Linked DNA regions of Macaca mulatta: region 2 is linked to region 1. Evidence: chromatin contacts called from public Hi-C data. All regions are on one chromosome and are shown on one strand. The core of a region is the stretch at or near the end of the contact, and the rest is flanking DNA. Distances in the headings are between cores, read along the strand shown.

Region 1 (5,097 bases), core at 1,384-3,883:
CTTGGCATAATGGCTTATGTGTGTAATCTCAGCTATTCAGGGGGCTGAGGTGGGAGGATCACTTGAGTCCAGCAGTTCAAGTCTGCAGTGAGCTATGATCATGCCACTACACTCTAGCCTGGGTGATAGAGCAAGACTCTGTCTCTAAAAATATAAATGAATGAAATAATGAATGAATGAATTAATAAAGTATAATCTGCTTGTCTAGCTTTAAAAAATACTATTGAATTTTTAATTGTGATTGTAACATTTTTATGGATACACTTAGGGGAGAATTGATATCTTTATATTGTTTACTCCACCTTTCCATCTGTTCAAATCTACTTTTGTGTCTTTCAGGAGCATTTTTTTTAAGTGTCAATCTCGTTTAAATGCAAATCGTTACTTGTCAAGCTTATTCTTAATAATGTTATATTTGTTTTTGCTTTTGTAAATGAGGTTCTTTTCTTCCACTACATTGTCTAACTTAATATGTTTTATATGTGAAGTTTTTTGACTCTCAATATAAATTTTGTGCCCAGCCACATGGGTTTTTTACTTTATTTTGTTGAGATTTCCAGATAAACAAATTATTTAAAATTCATGTTAATCTTATTTACTCCTCCTTTTTAACATCTTGCCCCTGCATTTTTTTCTCTTGTCTAATTGCATAGGCTAACATGCCAGAAATTTTAATTAGTTTACATAGAGATGCAGTACATAAATTTAAGTTGAAGATCTGTCATTCCATAAGACACACAGATTATGTGTGTTATTATTTATTTTGGATTGATCTGTCCTCTCACCAGGAGCTCAGGCAGCTGTTAAACTCTGGAAAGAGGGCCTAAAAAAGATAGGGGTATGGATAATGGAAGCCTTGCATAAATTCTAATCAAAGTGGCAGAAAGCACTTTCTAACCCACCATCCTTCTTCCAGGGAGGGCAAAGACTGATGTCGATGTCTTTGCTGACCTCTTCTGGCAAATCTGAGGGTAGCCAGAAGATGCAAGATTTGATTGGTTCTTTTTTCCACTTCAATTTCATGTGATCACAAAGTCCCTGGGTTTGCCTGATTCGCCTGCTTGAAAAGATTTTTCAGTATCCCAGAAGTTTTTTTTAAAGTCCACACTTTCTTTAACCTCTCAGTCTTCTTCTTTTCTTCCTTCTCTTTTATAAAATGTTCAAAGCTTTATCTCCCTTCCCTCTCTCGCATTTTTGGCTGTTCAAATATCTCTGTATCCACCATTATCTTCCCCACTTGACTTTATTTCTGAGCTCCAAATTCCTGCAGTCTTTGGAAATAGGGCAAATAAATGAGAAGTCACTGATCACCTTGGCTGGAACAGTTTCAGTGGACAGTGGGAAGGAGAATCCAACTTGCTGTGGATTTAAAAAAATGCATGTGAAGTATGTAAATAATAACAGTGGGTAGGTACTTGTATTTCAAAAGCTTTGCAGGAAATAGATATAAGATTGGATGGTAACGTAGTGGTTAAACAACTATAAGAAAAGGGCATTCATTCATTCATTGTTTAGGGAGTGCAGTGGCCCTGCAAATGCCCCTCTCATATCTCTAACGATAGGGAGCATAGCTGACTGGCAGCCCTAGCTGCTATGCTCCAAAATCCTTCTCATGTCTTCGTTAGGTCTTGCTTCCCACAGACTGCTCCCAGCTAATGACTGTGGCTGGCAGGGAGCCACTCAGGTAAGCAATGTAAACTTAAGAACAACTCGGTGCCCTTGTTGGACTTTGTTGGAGCTGCACGGCTGTTGCAGATCTTCCACTCAATCTTCCCACCTTGACTCTCTCCTTCATAATGTTCATGCCCCCATTACTATCTGATGGCTCTCCCTGCCTTCCCAATGCCAGGCTTCTTCTTTCTCCCTCCGTATTTTCCCAAAGAAATTGCTCAGACTTCTGATCCTTCTGGGTGTCTACTTCTTGGAAGACTCCACCTACCACAGAGTGGAATAGCCTGGAGCAGGTTTGTAGGGTAAGAGTAGAAGTGAGAAAAGAATGCTTTACTTCCCATTTCTCAACTGCAGATTTCTTCCCAAACTTTCTAGTCTTTGTCTGCCTGTCTGGTGTCCTGCTGTGTTGCTACACCTTTCCCTCTTTGCATTCTCTTGATGTGACCCTTGACCTTGTCCCAATTCTGAACTTTCTATCTAGCTTTCAACCTAAGTAGACCAAAGGCATCAGAGCAACATCAGTGGATTCCAAGGAGGGCAGCCATCTTCTCCTAGGGTTTTGTTTCTGCTGCTGAAACATTGCCCTCTTGTGGTTGCCTCTATAATGACATACGAAAATTAACATTTTCATATATCACAGAATTTCAAGGCCACAAGAAATAGGCATTTAGTACCAAAATAATTTTAAAAAGTGCCAGTCACAGATCTGTAAGACTTATTAAAAATGCCATGACAACCCATTGGCCTTTGTTTCACCACCCACCCATGCTAGAAAGAAAAAGGGTGTTTACTAGAGGGAGGAAATTCACAGGAGTACAGTTTTATAGCTCCTTCTCCCCCGTGCCCTAGGCAAGTAAAGGCAATCTCCAAGAGGCTTAGGTCCTTTACTTATCCTATAGAAATTAGGTCTGTTTCTTACACCACTTCCTGGTTGAACACAAAGCCCCAAGAGACCCACCCTGGTGCCCCCAGGGGAGTGACATGGTGAGAGAATCTCAGGAAGCAATGCAGCCGAACCCCGATTCAGCTGCTCATTGCTGAAAAGCCCAAAATGAGACACGAATTGGTGGGAGGAAAAGCATGCTCATTCGGAGAGCCAGCAAACCGAGACGATGATGGAATTGCATCCTAAAGTACCATCTTAAATCAGTACAAATTGTACTCTTTTTATGTTAATGCTGGAGAAGGAGGAGGGGGTTGGGATGCAGAGGTGACCAATGACCTCACAGACATCCGGGCACCAGCAAGGGTCTGAGGAGGCGGGGAACTTCTTTGTCTTTGGTCAGGTCATGATGCTCCTATAAATCTTTAACAAAACATAGTTAATTGTTTACATAAGTCTCCTTTAATCCCAGAGTCAGTTTTTAAAACTACATGATTGCCGTTTTTATGTAATATCTCAGTGCTCTAAAATTATCCTAGCCTACATGCAGGAATGGGTAAAGGCCCCTGAAACAAAAATGGAGTTAGTTATGTTAGTTCTCTTGCTATTTCACTGTTACAGCAATGAACACCTATCTTCAGAGTCTGAGAGAGCAAAGAGTCCTCTTGCCTTATCAATGGGAAGTTATGATAGCAAGCTGGTATTCCTATCATTGATAGGGCAAAAGGGGCCACGTGGATGCCATGGGAATGATGAACCTTGAAGGTTCCTGGCCCAAAAGCGCTACCTCCTCAAATGAGGAGACCCCAGCACTGAGAGGCTGTAAGTTTAACAAGCACAGGAATTGAGGGGGATCACAAGGCAATGTGAAATGCCGGTATTCCTACAAGGTATCTAAAGAATCCACAAATGCACCCAGTAAGAAAGATACCATTTGGATGCTTGCCCCACGAAAGGGCATCAGCAGCTAGGGATGGGACAAACAGCTCCAGACAAGTGAAAAGACATCATCCCCTTCCCCCGACCTCCTCTTCCCTGTCTTAATACCACAGGATCCAGGCAGAGATGGGCGATTGGAGTAGACGAGCAAGGAGGAGTGAAAAGAGCAAACCATTCCTGCTCTCCACCTGCAGGTCTCTAAATAGCCAGTCAGCTATGACCAGTGGAAAAGAAGTTCTTTAAATTGGAACTTTCAATATTGAAGCTCTAATATAGATTGAAAAGCACAATTTAACACCTCATAATGGGTCTTCATGGACACTATGAAGGCATTTTTAAGCAAAGTGAGGAAAATTACAGGATCTACCCTAAATGTGACAGGGGAAGGACAGGGAGACCTGATGGAGCCCGTTGGAGGCAAAGGGAGAGGGAAAAATATGGTCTGTCCTATTTCTATCCCATTGAATTTAGCACATTTAATAAATCGACTACACACACTTTAAAACATCCTTACATAATACAGGATGAATTAAAAGGTTCTGCCAATGAACTGAATGGAAGTATTGTCAGGGCCCTTCAAGGGAACCCTATATCTTATTCCTAGTTCATGTCACTCTTCTTTAGGGATCTTCCAGTGCCTGGGGCTTCTCTAATTTTGTGGACATCGAATTGTGTAAACCTTATAACCCTTACAGATTCCTGTATTCCCTAAGGCCACTCTTAAGGAGCTCATACAGGGAACAGATTTCTTCTTCTCTTGATCTCAGAAAGCATTCCTCATGATTGTTTTTGATACTTCAAGACCGCCATATTCTTTCGGATCTGGCCAATGCTGTGTACGTTCAGGAGCAAGAAAAGCATATTGTTGCATTTCATCATCACATATATTTTAAAACTAGTTAGTTACAATAAATTAATGGTTGCTTGGCAACCAAAGAGCTGAGGTTTTGAAAGGAAGTACTCTATTACTGTTCAAATTAGAACAGCAAGACTTGTTGAAATATTCTGAGTTCTGTTGAATTCCTTATGATGGAACCAAACCCAGGGAAAAACAAGGGAACACTCACATTTTTCAGCTCAGTTAATTTTAGGAGAGTAGAGAGGAAGTAAATTGCATCTCATCTCCTAGCTTGGGTTGGAACTGCCCAATTTAAGAACAAGTACTAATTAGCTGAAAGTAAAGCTCAGCTGTGACTTGGCTAAAAATGGGACCTCTTGCAAAAATGTACTTAAAACTGCGTGTGATAGATCTGATTCACTTTGCATGTGAAAACTGGACTCATACTGACAAAACAACGTGTGGGGAAAAGAGTTTGGGAGCATTTTTAAGACTTCAAGATGTTTTGTTAGAGAAATGACCATCTAGTGTGTCCATAATATAACCAGAAATAAAATCCAAACTGACATTTTGGCCCAGAATCTTGATGAGTATCTCTAGCCAACATTCACTTGGTTGGCTAATGGCCAATCTAATAACCACGAAATAGACCTGGATATCAGAACAACATTTTTGATAAAATAAAGGAAAGGAAGACAGGCTGGATAATTCGGAGCTTTCTAACAGGGTTTTGGAAATGTGCATAAAGCTTTGGAGAAAATTTACC
Region 2 (5,555 bases), core at 2,024-4,523, 230 kb after region 1:
TTCAACAGAGATCCTTACCTTCTCTGGTTCTTTCCTGCCTCCTCTTCTTTCATTCCTCTCCAACTGGGAAAGCATTTTCTAGTCTACATGGTGGTGATGGAGAGAGATGTGAAAGAAAAATGTTTCCCTGACCACCTATTCTTCCAATCTGTTCTATCCTATGCCTGGACCAAAGCTTTTAAACTTCATAGCCAAGAATTTGAAACTTGTTTCTTGAAGACCCCATGAGAACTTCCGTAAACTAGGCTGGGCGCAGTGTCTCACATCTGTAATCCCAGCACTATGGGAGGGTGAGGCAGGTGGATCACATGAGGCCAGGAGTTCAAGACCAGCCTGACCAACATGGTGAAACCCCATCTCTACTAAAAATACAAAAATAAGCCAGGCATGGTGGCAAACATCTGCAATCCCAGCTACTTGGGAGGCTGAGGCATGAGAATCCCTTGAACCTGGGAGGGGGAAGTTTCAGTGAGCTGAGATCGTGCCACTGTGCTGCAGTCTGGGTGACAGAGCAAGACCCTGTTTCCAAAAATAAAAATAAAAAAAGAACTTCCCTAAAGTAGAGACAATGCCTCCATTCTAGCTCTCCAAATGAGAAAATATGGAATAAAAATGAATTGGCCCCACATAGCTGTAAATGTGGCACTGTGAGTGGCTTGGAGTTGTCAGCCTAGACTGCCAGCTTGCATACAGCCTCAGCAACAGTCCCACACCCCAGTGGCTGATTCCCTCCCTGCTCTTCTTGCCTGAGCTTCTGAGGCTGCAGGTAGACCCTGCCCAACATCTCCTTCTGTTCCCACCTCTTAAAATCAGAGAAAAGCATGAATGAAACCCAATAGAAAACAGTTCCAGAACAATGGAAGTCAACGATTGTGTGCCAGAAATTTGGGGAGATACCATTTATTACAAACTTGCATATGTTGGGACAAAATAAACCAAACAGTGAGTTTGATGCTTCGGAATACATGAAAGCTGCTGACAAATGCTACTGTCCTCAATTAAGAGAACTAACCAAAGTTAATGAGTCTCTTACAGGAGATGTAGAACCTGCCAAAAATCTTGTTTCTAGTTCTGACTATTATGAATAAAGCTGCTGTGAGCATTTTTGTACAAATCTCTGTGTTGACATAAGTTTTAATTTCTCTAAACAATGCTTTCTTAATTTTGAAATATATTGCTTTGCCTGGTGCTTATTTCTATACAAATATGATCTAATAACATTGCCATTTTAAAATAATAATAAATCTCTGACTTCTTTATTTAGTTAATTTATTTATTTTTGAGACAGGGTCTGGTTCTGTCACCCAGGCTGTAGTGCAGTAGCTCCATCTCAGCTCACCAAGACCTCCACCTCCCAGGCTCAAGGATCCTCCCACCTCAGCCTCCCGAGTAGTTGAGACCACAGGTGCGTGCCACCATGCCCGGCTAATTTTCTGTATTTTTTGTAGATACGGGGTTTCACCATGTTGCCCAACCTGACCTCAAACCCCTGAGCTCAAGCAATCCTCTTCCTCAGCCTCCCAAAGTGCTAGGATTGCGGGCATGAGCCACTGAGCCGAGCCAACTTCCTTATTTTAAATAAAATTAATTTGGGGTGGGGAAATCCATTTTTATCATTCATCCATTTATATTATAAAAAAATATAATGGACCAAGGCCAGGGATGGTGGCTCACACTTACAGTCCCAGTATTTTGGGAGGCTGAGATGGGAGGATTGCTTGAGCCCAAGAATTCAAGATCAGCCTGGCCAACATGGTGAAACTCTGTCTCCACAAAAAATACAAAACTTAGCCAGGTGTGATGGCATGCACCTGTAGTCCCAGCTACTCAAGTGGCTGAAGTGTGGGGATCACTTGCGCTATGGAGGTCAAGGCTGCAGTGAGCCATGATTACGCCACTGCACTCCAGCCTGGGTGGCAGAGTGAGACCCAGTCTCAAAAAAAAAAAAAATAAATCAAATAAAAATAACAGGGCAAGCACACTGGAAAATGATAACTGGCACTCAGCTTCTGTGTCAAGAAGACACTAGGAATTAGTATTGTCAACAAACTGAAAAGTATATGCCTTGTTTAAAATGGGCAGCCACTACTCAGCTTCAGCCAATTCACTATGCCAAATCTTCTAATTTTTCAAGAGAAGATAGATTTTTTGTGTGTGCATATAAGTAATCTCCTAAGTTTAAATGTTGGCCAATAGAACCCCTCAAAAAAAAAAAAGTTACACACTGGTGGATTAATGCTGTATAGCATTAGCCAATGCAAAGTAAAAAGACCACAGACCAAATCTGACCCAAGGCTCATTGGTTTCTAGCTAAGATTTTGGTTCTCAATCCTGACTATGAGCAACAAGACCTTTTGGCTTTTTTAAAAGATAGCATGCCTGAGCCCTAGTCCAGATTCTGATTTCCTAGATTTGTATGAGTCCCGGGCATCTACCATTCTGGTTCACAGCCAGGGTTAAAAAGTAGGAAATTAAATTTCAAGTTATAGTACCTTATCATATTTCTGAACTTCAACACCAAGTCCAAAACACTGAATTCTCCCCAGGCTCATTCTACCTGATTCTGAGCTCAAATAGTCATGTGGGATCTCAGTAAGCTGAAATTGATGACACGTACACAAACAATAAAAACTGGGACTATGGAGACTTCCTTGTCTCCAACTTGAATGGCATCCAATTTTGGCTTTTCTGTATACTATTTGAGGACATTATAATAGCAGGCCTTTTTGGAAGAAACTCAATTCTAAGTAAAAGATGTTCATATATGAGCGTATGGGAATTTCTTATTCACAAACATGGTAACCATCAAAATAAAACTCTCTCCCAAAATAAGAGAGACAAGAAAAGAAGTGGAGAAAACAGATTTTAAAAGCTGTATGAGCTTTTACAAATAATTTAGCAGGTAACAGAGATCTTGTGAGACAAGTAAAAAGGTCTTGTATTCATGCCTTATCAGGTAAATGTGGACTTAAAGTAAATAAGGTAGGAAGGTATTGAGCTAGAAACATGTCTCAAATTATTTCCAGTGAGCTTCTGAAAGCCCAAGACAAATGTATCTTTATGAAAAACTGAGACAGACCCAGTAACCAGATCCTCTCATTATTTGCATGTGAAACCTCTAACTTGTCGTCATGTGATAAACAAATGGAGAAAAATTGGAAATAACCATTAATGAGGGGGGCGGAAATTACAATAACATTGAGCAAGGGTCAGAAGATTGCAGAGCAGTTACCCGTTCTTGGCATAGAAACCTGAAAGTCAGGATCAAAGAGAATGGCAACCATGAACACAGATGCCACAGACAAAGACATATCCAGGTTCAAGGTCATCTTCACCTTGGTGGTCTCCGGAATAGAGTGCATCACAGGCATCCTTGGGAGTGGCTTCATCACGGCCATCTATGGGGCTGAGTGGGCCAGGGGCAAAACACTCCCCACTGGTGACTGCATTATGTTGATGCTGAGCTTTTCCAGGCTCTTGCTACAGATTTGGATGATGCTGGAGAACATTTTCAGTCTGCTATTCCGAATTGTTTATAACCAAAACACAGTGTATATCCTCTTCAAAGTCATCACTGTCTTTCTGAACCATTCCAATCTCTGGTTTGCTGCCTGGCTCAAAGTCTTCTATTGTCTTAGAATTGCAAACTTCAATCATCCTTTGTTCTTCCTGATGAAGAGGAAAATCATAGTGCTGATGCCTTGGCTCCTCGGGCTGTCAGTGTTGGTTTCCTTAAGCTTCAGCTTTCCTCTCTCAAAAGATGTCTTCAATGTGTATGTGAATAGCTCCATTCCTATCCCCTCCTACAACTCCACGGAGAAGAAGTACTTCTCTGAGACCAATATGGTCAACCTGGTATTTTTCTATAACATAGGGATCTTCATTCCTCTGATCATGTTCATCCTGGCAGCCACTCTGCTGATCCTCTCTCTCAAGAGACACACCCTACACATGGGAAGCAATGCCACAGGGTCCAGGGACCCCAGCATGAAGGCTCACATAGGGGCCATCAAAGCCACCAGCTACTTTCTCATCCTCTACATTTTCAATGCAGTTGCTCTATTTCTTTCCATGTCCAACATCTTTGACACTTACAGTTCCTGGAATATTTTGTGCAAGATCATCATGGCTGCCTACCCTGCCGGCCACTCAATACAACTGATCTTGGGCAATCCTGGGCTGAGAAGAGCCTGGAAGCGGTTTCAGAGCCAAGTTCCTCTTTACCTAAAAGGGCAGACTCTGTGACTGGAACTCAGGGAGGACTGCGGGACCTGGTCCAACCACTTCTGCCTTTTCCTCAGGTAGAACTCTCTCCTCACCCATCTCTTCTCTCCCAAACCTGCTCTGACACTTCTCAGAAAACGTGACCCTTTTATGAACATGAAGCTGAATTTTTAACTTGAGATTCTAAACAGAAGTAACCAAGAAACCTGAAGATGGACTTTGAAAGTTCCTCGAACTATGTTCATTCATATCCTGCCCTGAGATCTCTCTGCTTTCTTCTCCTCCTGAGCCTTAAGGAGAGGGTGGCCAGACATATCGGTTTGCCAGGGACAATCTCTGTTTATTGTCTGTTGTCAATTGAGCACCCTTCAATTCTCAAGAATATCATGGTCTGGATGAAGAATTACATGATCATCCTACTTAAGACACCCAACTAACACACAGTTAGGGCTGGTGAAGCAGAGCACAGCACTCAGTCCATGGGGTAGAAGGGAAACCAGAGTGGCTACAGAGAAAGAAGATTCAGGAAAGAAAGGCTGCCAGAAATTATCAAGAAGTGCTGCAGAGGTTCCGAGGAAAGTAAAGGGTGAAGAAAAAGGCTTTGGATTTGACTGCAAGCAGGCCATGTGTGCTATTAGTGGAGTGATAGGGTGACATCCTGATCCCAGGAATTCCAGAAGATGATGCCAAAAGAGAGGGGATGGGTAAAAACCAATAGTCTAGAAAGGATGTTTGGAGATAAAGATGAGTTATAGAATGGCAGATGAATACGTGAAGGGTCAGTTCAATGCTTTATTTCTCCAAATGGGAGGGGACAAAGTGAGCAGAGAGGAAAGAAAGAATGCAGGGAAAAGAGTGAAGTGGGCAGGAAGCCAAAAGAGAAAAGAAAGAGGCTGGAGTAAGTGAGTGTCTGTTTTGCTCAGTTCCCGACCTGTAGCAATGCTAGTGGCACCTGTGCCTCTGGTTTTACCAGTTCTGGGTTACCTTGAAGTAAACAGTGGGGCAAGAGCGGGTTACTTGGGGCAGACCGCTGGAGAAGAGGAAAAACATTATTCTCCGTTGTCATTCTTCAGGATGGTTCCAGCAGCATTGTCTCAAAGAGCTGTTCACAAAATATTGGACACCCCCTCCCCAGATATCTTAGAGCTTGAACGTTAGGAATCTGAAGTTGTCTTTTATTAGGTAAATTTTAAATCACGATTATTGAGGAAAATGTAAAAAGAATGCTGCGAATCATACCAAACTTAGGTAGTCCTCAAATGAAAGTATAAGGTCAGTAGCAAAGTCTAGTTCTGAGCTCCAGGGCTCTCAAGCACACATTTCAGAAAGAG

The links. A called contact is a pair of places that touch in the nucleus more often than the background predicts.
Region 2: a contact with region 1 is called in a Hi-C map of sperm, with 2.5 times the contacts expected there. The contact joins the promoter of TAS2R40 here to the enhancer-like site in region 1. A contact is called at or near these places in 8 of 14 Hi-C or Micro-C datasets (blood, cortical neurons, fetal cortex germinal zone and 4 more).

Annotation. Positions count from the first base shown.
Region 1 is chr3:183,014,753-183,019,849 of T2T-MMU8v2.0, forward strand. No RefSeq gene overlaps it. Among named protein-coding and RNA genes, the nearest start is that of OR9A2, 23 kb to the right of the region's middle. Within about 2 kb of position 2,634, at least 3 of the 40 cell types and tissues checked have an H3K27ac peak or open chromatin away from gene starts, as enhancers often do.
Region 2 is chr3:183,244,314-183,249,868 of T2T-MMU8v2.0, forward strand. It overlaps TAS2R40 (taste 2 receptor member 40), which reads left to right and starts at 3,274. Exons shown (of 1, transcript NM_001080764.1): 1 at 3,274-4,245. The coding sequence starts at 3,274. The coding sequence ends at 4,245.